Linked DNA regions of Mus musculus: regions 1 and 2 are each linked to region 3. A link is a contact called in public promoter capture Hi-C data. All regions are on one chromosome and are shown on one strand. Each heading gives the region's core, a stretch centred on a gene start, on an enhancer-like site or on the middle of the called end of the contact. The rest is flanking DNA. Distances are from core to core; before and after follow the strand shown. Region 1 holds the start of Wdr78 (WD repeat domain 78). Region 2 holds the start of BB031773 (expressed sequence BB031773). Region 3 has its middle 25 kb from the start of Pde4b.

The links. Promoter capture Hi-C pulls out the DNA fragments that hold promoters and counts their contacts.
Region 1: a promoter capture Hi-C map of cranial neural crest shows a contact between it and region 3, with 4 times the contacts expected there. The contact joins the promoter of Wdr78 here to the enhancer-like site in region 3. A contact is called at or near these places in 6 of 39 promoter capture datasets (cranial neural crest, frontonasal cranial neural crest, hippocampal neurons and 3 more), 5 of 115 datasets of contacts at active chromatin or transcription factors (astrocytes, bone marrow-derived macrophages, embryonic forebrain and 2 more) and 1 of 9 other capture datasets (embryonic stem cells).
Region 2: a promoter capture Hi-C map of neutrophils shows a contact between it and region 3, with 4 times the contacts expected there. The contact joins the promoter of BB031773 here to the enhancer-like site in region 3. A contact is called at or near these places in 4 of 39 promoter capture datasets (the C10 cell line, cranial neural crest, hippocampal neurons and 1 more), 1 of 484 Hi-C or Micro-C datasets (liver) and 1 of 9 other capture datasets (macrophages).

Annotation. Positions count from the first base shown.
Region 1 is chr4:103,111,941-103,116,812 of GRCm38.p6, forward strand. It overlaps Wdr78 (WD repeat domain 78), which reads right to left and starts at 2,359. Exons shown (of 17, transcript NM_146254.4): 1 at 2,170-2,359. The coding sequence starts at 2,216. It also overlaps a transcript of Mier1 not described here.
Region 2 is chr4:103,008,667-103,013,395 of GRCm38.p6, forward strand. It overlaps BB031773 (expressed sequence BB031773), which reads right to left and starts at 3,299. Exons shown (of 4, transcript NR_028391.1): 1 at 3,202-3,299; 2 at 1,664-1,755.
Region 3 is chr4:102,227,779-102,232,151 of GRCm38.p6, forward strand. It overlaps a transcript of Pde4b not described here. Among named protein-coding and RNA genes, the nearest start is that of Pde4b, 25 kb to the right of the region's middle. Within about 2 kb of position 2,178, at least 15 of the 459 cell types and tissues checked have an H3K27ac peak or open chromatin away from gene starts, as enhancers often do.

The DNA.
Region 1 (4,872 bases), core at 1,109-3,608, 880 kb after region 3:
GACAGAAAGTTCCCCACTCTGCTGAAACCTACCAGCATCCCTGTCCACCAGTGTATGTAAAAAGTGCCTTGACTTACGATTTGTCATTCCTATCAAGTCTCATGAGACATTTACCACACTGGAACCTGGTGTTTAGGAAACCTGAATGCCTGTTCCCAGGCCATGGTCACTCACACTAAGCCCCAGAGTAAACCATCTTATCCCCTTTGAAATGAAAATCATGGTAGCTTTTGTGTTTGTTTTGCATTAATAAGTGTTATATCATTTTTGTCTTAATTTGTATAAATTTAATTTAGTTTCACTTTAATATCTCCATAAAGGCAAAACAGAAATTAAGCAAGGAAAAAAACTTAAGTAACAAGCTACAAATGTGTATGTATCTACTTATTTGTTCAGTTTACCAATGTGTACTAAAGATGTTCTCCATTCTAGGTAAGAGTCTACAGCAGTGCACAAAACAAAAGAGGACATAATATGAGCTGGGGGGGGGGGGGGCACACCCACAATCCCAAGAGGTTGGAGGCAGAGGCAGGAAGATCTCTGTGAATTAGAGCCAGCCTGGTTTACAGAGAGTTCCAGAAACCCTGTCTTGAAAAACTAAGGAAAAAAAAAAACCTGGAGAATATAATATACTCATGGGGATAAACTCGAAGCGTAATAGCGTTCCTGGCCTATGTGTGTGTATATGTGCGTGTGTGTGCGTGCTGCGGGATGTTACATCATACTCAAGGGGCATAATCCAAAGCCAGATCCCGTGGGGACTTGGAAGAAAGGGAGCTCAGAGGGAAAGGGAAAAGCTTAAGGAAGTTTTGTGCAGACTACTATGTGGAGGGTGTTGGCAAGCAGACGATTCAGCCAGCTATTCCAATGCAGAAATGACTGTTAGGTCTGGAGAGCACAGCTACTTGACGAAGTGAAGTGGCCCTCAATGCTTGGCAGTAAAGATGCAGGACCCATACCGAGGAAGTGCAAGGGTTGCAGTTTAATGAACTGGGATGGCTGCGGACTGGAAACAAAGGGGCAGTAAATTACAGCGCTGAGGATGAATTTCGAGCACACTGGGTGTAATTGCTTCAGTTTTGTTTTCTTGAGAGAGATCTTGAAGAGATAAGAAAACTTGTGAATCATGCATATACTTAACTTTGAAAGGCACAAGGCAACAACGAAGTGAACCACCTGCCTCCACAACACATATTTAGGAAGGAGACAGATTAGTAAACTATTTTGAAAAAGAAGGCCAGGCCAGGTGGCCCAAGCCTTTATTTAATCCCAGCACTTTCAAACCAGTTCCATATCAGCCAGGGCTACACAGGGCGAAAGACCCTGATCTATAAACACAAACAGACATTGATACATAACAGCAGAAACTAGCCACGAGCCTAGTGAAGATTGAAAAATGTCCTATTAGCTAACTGAAGCATTTCAAAACTCAGTAAAGTAAGTGGTCATTTAGATCAAAGCTGGTGACTGGCTAGTTAACAACTAAAGTGCCAACCGACTGTTGTAAGCTATTGGAAAGCGCTTTTTCGGAGAAGCGATGTAAGGCTGAGCACTTAACTCAAGGGCAAATGCAAGGCTCTCTCCTCAGAACTTTCAGTAAGTTCAAAGGGCGAATTAGCTGAGAGGATGTTGGAAGAAAAGATGTGGCTGCTCTGGGAAGACCGCAAAACCACTGAAATGTTCGAGCATGAAAGGGGGAATATTTTAATGAAAATTCAAACCACTTCCAAGTTCAACGCCACACGAGTCCACATTATCTTTGGGCCTTTCTCCTAGCTTAGCGGCATGAACTAAGCAGTTAAGAGTCTTAAGGTAAGCTGGCAGAAAGAGATGAAAAAAAAAAATCCTCTGCTGGCGTACATATTAAAATTAGCTTTGGTTGCTCAGAGACCAAGGAGCCAGAACACGAGACAGCTTGGAAGTTGAGAGACCTAATGAAAGAATACAAGAAAAAGCGCTTGGAAGAAATAGGCAGGGTGGTCCTCGACAAACTCCGGTCTAGCACGGCAGCGGGAGTTTTTACACAGACCGAATCAAGCCAGAGGATCCGGCGCTGCCTGGGGGGCTCCGCGGGATCGAATGCGTTGGGAACCCCTTTCCAAACCGAAGGGCTGGCTGTCTCTCCGGGATCTAGAGGAACGGGCCACACGGATCTAGTGCGGAACTTACGCGGCGAAGCTGGCCTGCTTGCGGGTGCTCGTCGGAGAGCTATGCATGGTGGTGACTTTTTAGACCAGGGCTCGGCGCCCCCTTCCCCAGCAGGTTCGGCGATGCCCGGACTCCCAACTGCCCGCTCAGCAGCTCAGGAATGTTTGCCGGGCGCCATGGCGACCGCGGAGCCTGGCTCAAGAAGCGGCCGCGCGGTTGGCTGGCCGCTCGAGGTGGAGGAGGAGGGCGGAGGCGGAGGGGAGGGTAGAGGGTTGGTGGAGCTGGAGGAAGCTCGGGCGACGATTCGGAGGAGGCGGGCGGCCCAGGCCCTAGGCCCCTCCCAGGCTGCGAGTCTCCCGGCTGCAGGCGGATGGATGGGGCGTCTCCAGGCGGCGGCGGCAGCAGCGGAGGCGGCGGCAGCAGCGGCGGCTGTAAGTGCAGCCTCCACAGACCATCTTACCCATCCTTCGATCGGGAACCGGGGCCCCAGGGGCGCTCGCAGTCTCCTTTTCCCCACTTCCCCTCCCCCCACGGGAGAGCGCCGCCCGGAAGACTCCTAACTTCCGGGGCGGGGCTGCCCGAGTGTACCGGGAGGGCTGGCGGCTTGGAGGCGCTGCCGTCTGGCGCGCATGCGTAGTTTCCGCCCCGCCCCTCCCCGGTCTTTCGGCCTTCGCGGTGGCGGCGGCGGCGCCCAATCTTCGCCGCTTCCGCGGCGCGCCGGGATTACGCTGCGGAGTGAGTTTGCGGGGCGGGCAGGCCAGCTCCCGCCCTTTTCGGTCGGCCCTCGCTCCGCGGCAGGGGTGTGGCTTCCTGGCCACTCCCCCGTGGCTCCACCTCTGTGCCCCTGATTTCTCTAGCTGTCCAGCCAGTTGAGGTTGGCTCTCTTAGCAGAGCATCCCTTGAGGTGATAGGCGCAACCTGGGTCAACCTGCCGTTGTCGGAGGGAGCTAGAGGGGCGAGAGACTCAGAGACAGCATTGCAGGGAACCAGCCGCTCCCAGTGCCTATCTCCCCCGCGAGTGGCCTTATTCTTTTAGCTTGTAATGTAGATGCTTGCTGGCCTGGTTCCCATCTCTGGTCCTTGCATGTTGTGTGACCTTGGGCAAGTCTCTTCCCCCACTCCCGGGGAGGGCTTCAGTTTTTCTATTAAACCTCAATTTTTGTAATTTTGCAGAAGACCTTAGGCAATTTTAAGACCAGCTAGGTTTCTAAGACCGCTTAACGGAGATGACCCGGAATTGACTAGACTTTTCTCAAATCATGGGTGAAATACAGAAATGTAATTATTGGGTTCTTTGTAATCTTTAGCATTGCTTATAAATTGCAGGACTCAATCTTTGTTTCATTTTGCTGAAATTCCCACGGGGCGGTTGACCTGGTTCTGGGACATCTTTTGAAAATGTGAGACTGAGTGAGCTTGAGGTAACTGTCTCTGTCTCTTTGCTACTGAGGCTTTCTTTCCTTTAATCCAGATGGTGTGGTGGCTCGATTCTCCCAGTGCCTGGCTGAGTTTCGGACGTGGTTAAGAACCAACTGGTTGAGGTTCAATGCAGACAAGACGGATGTGATGCTGGTAGGCAAGGGCACGACTGGAGATGAAGGGAGGGCAAAGGCAAGCTCCCTCATGTAATAAAAACATGATTATTGTCTGTGCTGGTGTTGTAGGCGTGCTAATGGCCAACCCTTCCAAGACTTTGGGTGATATAAAAGTGACATCAGCAACGTTAAGATTTATAACTAGTTTGCAAATATTGATAAGATGATAAAATAAGGCCACTGGATGAAATTATATGAAAAAGATTATGAAAGGAACCCAAACTATCCTTTGAAGGGTCAAATTTCTCTACGTGTTTTAGGATGGCATTAATAAAAGAACAAAGGAAAAGATAATTTCTGTTGGTTGTGGAGCCTCCATATGTAATGTGCTGCTGTGCTTTGCATCCTGTAGTCCTGCCCACTAAAGTCAAGATAAGTTCAGAGGTCATTGAAGAAGAACACCATTCTAGGTACTTTGTCTTCACACATACAGTGTAGGCTGTATTTCCTAAGAAAAGTTTTAGGAAGGAGTTCAGAAAATAGTTTTCAAAGAGGACTCGTGGACTTGAAAATGTTACATGTATTTCTTGATGTACTTTGAGAGCTACTCTTTGAGTTGCATAAACAGATATGCCTAGAAGTCACAGACATATTACTAGTTTTTGAATCAGGTGTTGGTGCTGAATAAAAGGTTGTATATCTTAGGCAAATGTAAGTTGTCAAGGTAGTTTTTGTTGGTTGAAGTACTAATTGAAGTCTAATTGTGATCCTAAGTATATTTGTTAGCAACTAGATATCTCGGGAGAGTGTGTGTGTGTGTATTTGTGAGTGCATGCATGTGTGTGCATCGTGCATGCATACACATACATGCACTGTCATACATATGTCCCTTATAGCTACTGTAAGTTGTTTAATAACTTTTTTATAGTATTGGAGCTTGAACCCAGGGCCTCATATGCTAGGCAAGTATTTTACCACTGAGTTCTACCCCAAGCCCTCATTTTATGTTTGCATTGAGAATTCAGTAATTGCCATGAAAAAAAAATACACTACTGGAGAGAATAGTTGTGAGTAGCTTAACGTGGTAAAAATTAATATTAATTTTCCTCAAAATAAGGAGGCTTCTTAGGTTTAATTAGGCCTAATCTAGTATTCCCTTTTTTTCTTTGTTTTTAGAAACCAAAAACCT
Region 2 (4,729 bases), core at 2,049-4,548, 780 kb after region 3:
TAATAATAATAATAATAATAATAATAATAATAATAATAGTAGTAGTAGTAGTAGTAGTAGTAGTAGTTGTTGTACTAGTAGTAATAATAAATAGTAAATTTTTAAAAGCTGCCCTCTTATAGAAACTTTCAACCTCTGATTTTCACAATGCGTGTTAGCTAACAGCAGTATGATAGAGAAAGTCTCTAATCCCAGAACTCTAAAGGCTGAGCCTGGCGAATCTGGAATTCCAGGCCATCTTTAGCCACATAATTAGACCTTGTCTCAAAAGACCATGGGCTGGGGATAAAGCTCTGTCAGAGCACTTGCCTAGTGCTCAGGGCCCTGGGTTTAATACTTAGCACTGTAAAAAGAAGGAAGAAAGAAAGGGATTGAGCAAATACTTCTGTGTTGTAAAAATTCTAATCCCGATCTGGGCTTTCTACTCTGCCTTAGACCATTCAGCTCCTAGATAAAAGACACACACAACCTTCATATTTACAATAAGCCTTAAACAACACATGAGCTGGGCAGATATCTACCCTCTATGCTATTAGAATTTACTTTCCTATCACTAACCCCGAATCATTACTATCTTTCATCTGGGCTGCTCTGAGCTCTAGCTGGCCAGCCCTCAGGGCCACACTTTTCACGGCTCACCTAACTCATGGCAGCTTCTCCTCTAGTCCCTCCTTACTCTGACCCCAAGCCCAGGAATCCTCAAGCCAGTCTACGTCTCTTCTATCCAGCTCTTGGCTGTCAGCATCTTTATTTACCAATCAGAAATAACTTGGGAGCAAGGTCACATAGCTTCACTTGGCTCTATGTGCAGACTCTCTGGGGCAACACACTTAGCATTATAATACACAGCAAAAAACTGAACCTCGACACTTCTGCAATTTCTTATCACCATAATATGCCTGTAGATTTTTTCTTCCAAATATTCAAACTACCATCTTTCAGTGGCAGTTTTCTCTTAAATCCACATCTTTCATGGTACTATCTGTTCCAAATTTTGCTTCCAGGGCTATCTCTCTTTGTTCTTATGCATCTTTCGTGCAGAGGGCTGGGCCCGCATCAGGACTTTCCTGTTTCCTGACAGTGATGTTGCCTACCACTGCCCATTCCTTGCTTCCTTCTTAACCATTTGGACTTAAGAGTTCATTCAGAAATGTGCAAACCTCCGGAGGGTGAACTGAGAAGAACCAAGTCTGCTGAAAGTCTCCGTAAAGTTCTGGGGTAGCTTTCAGCTTCTTTCCCTGCCAGCTCCACTATGCTGCAGTCTTTTCTCTTTTAAAGGCAGGCTCTAACTTGAAACCTGTGGTTCTCCATCCAACACCAACTTATTTCTGTACCTACCAAGGCAAGAAACCAGTATAACCAGAAAGGGGAGTCCACTTTGTTTCCAACACATGACCATGGTGGAGCATCTAACTACAAAACATACTCGGTCTGATTTTGCTTCGTGGGTGCTGGGAAGTCACTTTATAAATTTATATGAAGTAAGTCATTTTGAAACTAAAGAAAAAGATGGTATATCTGCGAATGAATTATACAAATACATTCACTTTAGTTCACTTTACTTTGAGAGTATAGATTTAAAATTGTTAGGAAACATAGCTAAAGTGCTTGCTGGCATCTCAGTTTACAAGCACAAGTCAAATGTTGCAAAGGATCCACTTACTGAATGAAGTAGAGTCTAGAGTTTAAGATGAGACTTTTCCTAATCCATATGATGGGGTTAACTCAGTCTGAGATGAGATTCAAGTAAGAACACTGTAAAGAAATAATGACAAATCAAATTATATATATATATATATATATATATATATATATATATAACACACACACATACATATACTTTGTGGGGCTGGAGAGATGGCTCTGTTAAGAGCATTGGTTGCTCTTCCAGAGGTCCCAGGTTCAGTTCCCAGCACCCACATGGCAGCTCACGTCTGTCTGCAACTCCAGTTCCAGGGCTTCTGACACCCCATAGATTTACATCCAGGTGAAGCACCAATGAACATAAAGTAAAAATAAGTTATACATTTCTTTTAAAATGCTTTGAAACAGATACTAGGAATGTCTTTTGCAAGAAGCTCCGACTCTTGGATCTACTGATGCCCAGCAGATGAGAAAGTAGGAGAAAGCTATCCCTTCTGCTTTAAAGCTAGGTTCAGATTTGTGCCCATTCACCCAGGCGTGTCAACCACTCAGGAAACACCACATGATGAGTGGCCTATATCTGTGACCTATATTTGCCTGTCTTGTCCCCCTTCAAGGGTAAAGGCATGGAGACAGGAGGAGGCGATGGGCAGAGATGAGAGCTGGCAGATCTGCTCCTGCTCCAGATGAGCGGAGCTAGACCCTGGCCCATGAGCAACTCTCAGCAGTGCTTGTCTTACTCAGAAGCAAACAGAGGCAAGTCAAGTGTGTTGTTTTTATACTTACTGTGTTTTAAACTCCTTTCTGTTTGCATTTCCTAATCTTAATTATAGGCTATTGTTTTTCCCCTCAAAACAGAATCCTATGGGGTATAAGTAAAAAGACTAGGCCCAACTTTCTTTGTTTTGTTTTTAATATACTTAAATTATACATTTATAACAATAAAGTTATAATTATGACAAATATTTATTATATGATAAATGGTAATAAATACATACTGGATAAAAAATGTGCATGTGGGCCATCAAGATGGTTCAGTGTGCAGAAGCCCACCCTGACAACCAGAGTGTAATTCTGGGACCTCCATGATGAAAGGAGAGACCTGACTCCTCAGGTTGTCCTCTGACCCCCATATGCCACGACAGACACACATCCATACACATCCCCATGTATGCACGTGTGTATGCAGGTGTGCACGCACACACACACACACACACATATATATCTAGAAATTTCAAAGAATTTCAAGGAGCATTTGTTTATATGGAGAAACCTATTAATATTTAAAATAGAAATTTTTTAAAAAATGACATTTTAAAATAACACCATTACATGTTATTACAAATATTGTATTTCATCAAAACTATTTTACATAATAAAAACAATTAGTAGGTGGAGCAATGTTGCTTTGCATTTTGCCAAGTGTTGTATGACTCTTCCTAGGGAGACTGGAAAGAGTCTATGCAAACCCAAATAGACAAACAACAGGCCAAAAAAAATAAATAAGTAAATAAAGTCATCAAAACCCAGCTGGTGAGCCAAAGACTTGCTTGGTACCTGCTATCACAGCTTGAGCGAGGGGTGACTTCCAGGCAGCTGCATCACCATGACAACACACTAGAGCTACATTCCCTGCATAGCTTCCCACCTTCTGCAGCATCAGATCTCCTCCCCTGGCATTTATTTACGGCTACACCTTCAGGAAGCGGCTTCATGAGCCTTATAAGTTCCTGCCACTTACCTGTAAGCTTCTTGTTTTTCTGCATCCCCTTCCGCGAGGGGATGTTTCAGCCCTGAACAAGCAGCTGCACAGCTGCAACCCACACTGTCTGGCTCCATAAAATCGTCTGCTGCTGCTGCACATTTCGCTGGTTGACATATAATAATGTCAGCTTGTCATAAGCATCAAGTTGAAAATGGAAGATTATTTTAATAACCTTTTAAGATAACTTTAGTATTTTTGTTTTGTGTTTTAAAGATTAATTTGAGTGTGTGTGTGTGTGTGCGTGTGTGTATGTTTGTGCATGTGTGTGTGCATGTGTATGCATGTGTGTGCGTGCGTTTATGTGTGTTTGTGCATGTGTGTGTTTGTATGTGTGCATGTGTGTGTATGTGTGTGTGTTTGTGCATGTGTGTGAGTATGCATGTGTGTGTGTGTGTGTGTGTGTGTGCGCGCACGCACACACACACACTTATCATTATGCCCATTGACCAGTGCATCTCTCAACCCTCACCAGAGAAGCTTGCTTTGGCACTAGATGCCAATTAATATGGAGACCCACAGCTGGTCAAGGTGTAAAAAATGAGGGACTTTGGAGTGCTTGGCCATTAATGGGACATCTATATCATAGCTCTTCCTCCAAAGGCTCAGGGGACATTGTAGAAGGAGCGGAAAGAGTGTCAGAGGCAGAGGAGGTAGGTGACTATAAGGAAACAGTGTTCTGGGGACAAAGCAGAGCAGTTACATGTGTGAACACACAGCAGTTGACACAGCATGTACAAGACTCAAACCAAAATTTCAGTGTGGACATGGTAGGTGGGCAAAAATTCTTCCCTTCCCATGGTCCTGTGAAGGTTCTATGCCCCAGGATAGGGGAATGCCAGAGCCAGGAAGCAGGAATGGGTGGGTTGGTGAGCAGGGGGAGGGGAGAGGGGATGGGGGTTTTCGGAGGGGAAACCAGGAAAGGGGATAACATTTGAAATGTAAATAAAGAAAATATCTATTAAAAATTGAAAAAAAATCCTCCCCTTAACTAAGGAGCTATTGGCAATTAATGGTCATACTTTTTAAAGGCTTGACCCCTGGAAGGTCAACTGCATGCCAGTGAAAGATCACATGTCCAAGAGTGGTATATGAGCAGCACAAATATATATATGAGATCTGGGAAGAATTAGGGGAGGTGGGTAAAAATGATCAAAATATATTATACAAAATTCTTTTAAAAAACTAAAAAAAAAAAAAAAAAATCAAATAAAGCACACATAGTGTAGAACACATGCAGTTTACTGGACATGAAAGCCCAGTCTCAGGGGGTGAGGTTGGACACAGCCTGAGGAATCATCGTGTGTGCAAAAGTAGCTGGGG
Region 3 (4,373 bases), core at 928-3,427:
ATCCCGGAAGACTGCTGTACCTTTTCAGAGCTACAGTCCCACTGTTCCCTTGAATCAAGAACTTGAGTGGGGTACTTGCTTGTAACTTTAATTTTTTTAAGATCTATTTTTAACGGTGGTTCTTAAACGATTTAAACTCCTTTCTAGCTCACCACCCTCCAGAGATAGTGGAAAAGAAAGGATACCCGGGAAGTGGACCTGTTTAAGAAGGGTTCTTTGGAGCAACTCCCGTCTGTATTGTTTGGAAATCCGCAGTTCAGTTCACAGGTCAGCAGCAGCAGCTTGATCCATTTGCAAACATTTCACAGATACACCAGCAGTCCAGCTTGGCAGAATTGGGTTAGCAACAGCAGTGATGTGATCTAGCAGAGATAGCCAGGCCTCCGCCTGGCACAAGTCAACAAGAGGGACCAGGAGGAACATCAGGAGAAGTTCTTGGCTGTGCCTCTCTCAGTAAAGATCAGTGCAGACTAGAGACCAACAAGGGTTGCACAAGCTAGCTCCATAAGCAAGCCTAGCTCTGCCTCTGTCACTGGTGGTTGAGTCCTCTTTATACGTCCTCCAAACCTCCTGTGTCCTCCATGAGTTTTGCCTCAGCATGTGAGTCTGTCTCAGCTGACATCACTTTCCCAATCAGCCTGAGTCCAAAGAAGTAGCAATAAACTGTAGCATACCACCAGAACTTTTTTGGTGTATTTCTCTGTATGGTATCCTGACAAATGCAGTTCAACTATGCAATGTAAGATGGACCAATACATGTGTGTTGTTAGCAAAGAATCCTTCATCACGTGTCCTTTCATGTGCTTGCTTTAGCAGAACATCCTCTCTCCTGTGTCTGCTTCAGTGAAACGTTCCTTCACGAGTCTGCCTTAGCCTTTCATGTGTATCCACTTTAATGAAACGTCCCTTCATGTGTTTGCCCCAGCAAAACACCATTCAACGTGAATGATTTTCCAAAAACCCTTTAAAGTTTCCACTTCAGATTTTAGTCTCTCATTACTGTTTTCTGGTTTTGGGGCATTGAACAAACTTCCTCAAACTCAAAATTGTCATCTTTAAGGGAAATAAAGGTAAAAATAAATGTTGTTTCTCAGGACTGTGAAGGATATATTTGTGTATATATGTGAATATGCATATATTTTACACACATGTACACTTACACAGAGAGATAGACAGATAAAGAGAGACAGGCACATACAGAGCAAGAGAGTGAGAGAGACAGACAGACAGATGGACAGACCGACTGACAGAAATATTTTGAGAATATTTTAAACAAAGTGCCCCCAAACTCCACTCAAAAGCCTTCTGCAACTTTGAGCAGTGTCCCCGGAGGCCACTAGGTGTCTCTAGAAAGCTTGAAGTTAGGGAAGAAGAAACCAAAAAAAAAAAAAAAAAAAAAAAAAAAATCTACTGAACAGACTTCACAAACTGAAGCTCTGTGAAATCATGGAGTCCTTGCAGTCACTCCTTCCTCACTCTGAGGGAAGCTTCCAGTTCAGAGCTGCCTGCACTTTTGATTTACCTAGTTATCTCAACTCAGCAAGCGTCGATTGGGTATTTGGATGCACTAGGGAAGTAGCTGCTGTTGTTAAGGGCATACAAAATATACCGTTACAGGCACTACAGACTGAGTGATGAGAAAAAGAGAGACTAATGTTTTGTCCCAAAGCTTCTCTGCCAAGATGGCATATGTAGAACATACCAGCCGTATGGAGAAAGTATAATGATTGCCAAGGAAAAATAAAGCCTGCAGGTTAGAGATTAGGGAGAGCCACTTTCTGGAGAGACACAGAAAGCTGCCTTCGAGGAGGTAAAAACTGAGCAGAGATCTAGATGAGGTAATTAATGAGCCACTGAGAGACTCACAAAAGTAAAAGGGACCAGAAAGTCAAGGGCTTTCAAATGAAGGAGTGTGCTTGACATGTTTGTAAAACAGAGAGGAGGTCAGGACAGTCCATGCCAACTGTAGGAGGTTTCTATATAATTCGCTGCCTCTTGAGAGATAATATTTATTATAAAATTATAATTTTATAGTTCTTCCTTAATCGGCATTCATAATCAGATTAATGATAGTAATTAGTACTTCCAGAGTACTTTGCTATCTGCTAGGTTCAACCCTACAACCTTGACAAGTAAATGTAACCGCTTGCTGTCGTTCAGAGACTTTAACAGCAGCTCTCTTTCGGCAACACCCACAGTGAGCTGGTTATGTGGTACTTTCATTTCCAAGTGCAGGTGCAGGGTCATCCCAGGGATGAAAATGCATAAGCATGCGGTGCGGCTCCTCGAGTCTCTAAGAGGGATTCTGTGTACTGTGCACCATGAAGGAAAGGCTTGGTTTCATTTAGGGAGGAGGATGACAGTGGAGGCAGAAAGAGCATCGACTTGCAGAAACAGAGGCATGGGAGCTCAGATGAGCACGGAGTACACAGGAATTGGTCTGCAGTTAGTTGTGACTGAGTGTCTGTAACAGACAATATCAGAGTTTGCCCCTTCTCTACTGCATAGGGAGGTCTGCTTCTGCAATGTCAGATGCCTTCCAGCGATGCCTGATTGGGCAGAGGTGGAAACTTGACCCAAATGTACTAAGGGACGTTTGCCTTATGGGAGTTATCTTAAACATAGACCGTGTGACTGGATAACATTTTCTCTTTCAAGCCTGGAGCAAGTACTGAGATTTGCTATTCCATGCAGGTACTCAAAGCAAGCAGGTTACCCACAGTGGATGTTCAAGAAGTCATTTGAGATACTCTGGAAACCGATTAGGGGGGATCCACTGAAATAGAAATCTAGAGCAAGGGAAGATAAGAACCAGACTGAAGTACTATAGGGTCTAAACAACAAACTGGGGCAGGAGGTCTGTAGGTTCTATTTCAATTGGTTTCCACTTCTTTTGCCTCAGCCAAGTTTTTAATTGGGTTCTACATTTCCAATAAATGTATTTAATTCAAAGCCACATGATAGGCTAGTCAGCCATTTAAAGCCATATTTTTAAATAATATTCACTGCTATGAAAATGTGTCAAGACTATATCACTCTTAAGTTAAAATAAGCTGTAAAATGTTATGATAATACCAGGAATTTCAAAATTCAGGAGAGTGCTCTAGAGCCCAGAGAGGGCAGAGTACTGACTTAGGATATGATACAGAAGTGTCTTGGAACCAGAGGCAGCCCAGGGTAAGGTATCTAGGGAGGGAGAGCCATAGTAGACAGCCATGGGGGAGGGTTCAGTCAAAGATGTATTGACCTAATGCTTGTTGTTGCAGATAGCAGTGGACCCTTAGAGGAAGCCAAGAGACAACTTGTAGCTATAAATAGCATTCCCACAGAGGAAAATGACATCTCGGCCCTTCCACAACTTAGTCATCTCTTGAACATTGTACAAAGAAAAGTGACCCAAACAACAACAGCAAAAAAAACCTCAACAAACAAACTAACTTGAGAAGTGCATGTCCTACAGCAAAAACAACAACAGGAAAAATGGAGACAAGGCATTGCCAGAAATTAGTAACCTCACAAGTTTCCATTGTGTTCTGTTCAGATGAGCTCACTCTTAAAGGGACAGTCTTACATAATTTTCTACAAATTATAAATGTATGTGCTATATTTTTTAGTAGGGGCATAGAAGATAAGACATGAAGTTTCTATACTTTTATTTAGAGATAGGCTTTGGAAGGTGAGCAGGGAAACCTGGAGGAATGAGAACAGCCGGGGCAACGTGAATTGATGCTTGCTCAGAAAGTAAAGGTATCCTAGCCCTCTGCAGAACAGGGAGAACAAAGCTTTGACTGTCCAATTAATTAGATCAGCATTGCCTGATCTGTGGTTACAAGACTTAAGAGAGATTGGTGCGGGATCTTTTCTCAAAGAGTCACAAAGCATGTACTGTTGTCAGAGTGAACGCAGTGCAAAGGGATGCCTCTTTGGGATAAACACAGACACATTTTATAAAGAAAAAACAAATCACATTACCCACTTTCACAGGCCTAAAAACAAAATGGTGATGAACAGTTCCAAGGACATGATTGGGCCTCTTCTCTTCTCTTCTCTTCTCTTCTCTTCTCTTCTCTTCTCTTCTCTTCTCTTCTCTTCTCTTCTCTTCTCCTCTCCTCTCCTCTCCTCTCCTCTCCTCTCCTCTCCTCTCCTCTCCTCTCCTCTCCTCTTCTCTTCTCTTCTCTTTTCTTCATTCCTTTTTTTAAAAAATTGAATGTCCCTTTCTCCCAGAAGTCTAAAATTCAATATGTTTACAGAGTTTATCTGGCAAGAAAAATTTTAACAATGGAAGTTGTGAGTTACACTGGTCCCCAAGTACTGAATCAAGCTTTCCACAAACACATTTCCACTAGGCCACAGGTGCATCTTATGTACTTGTT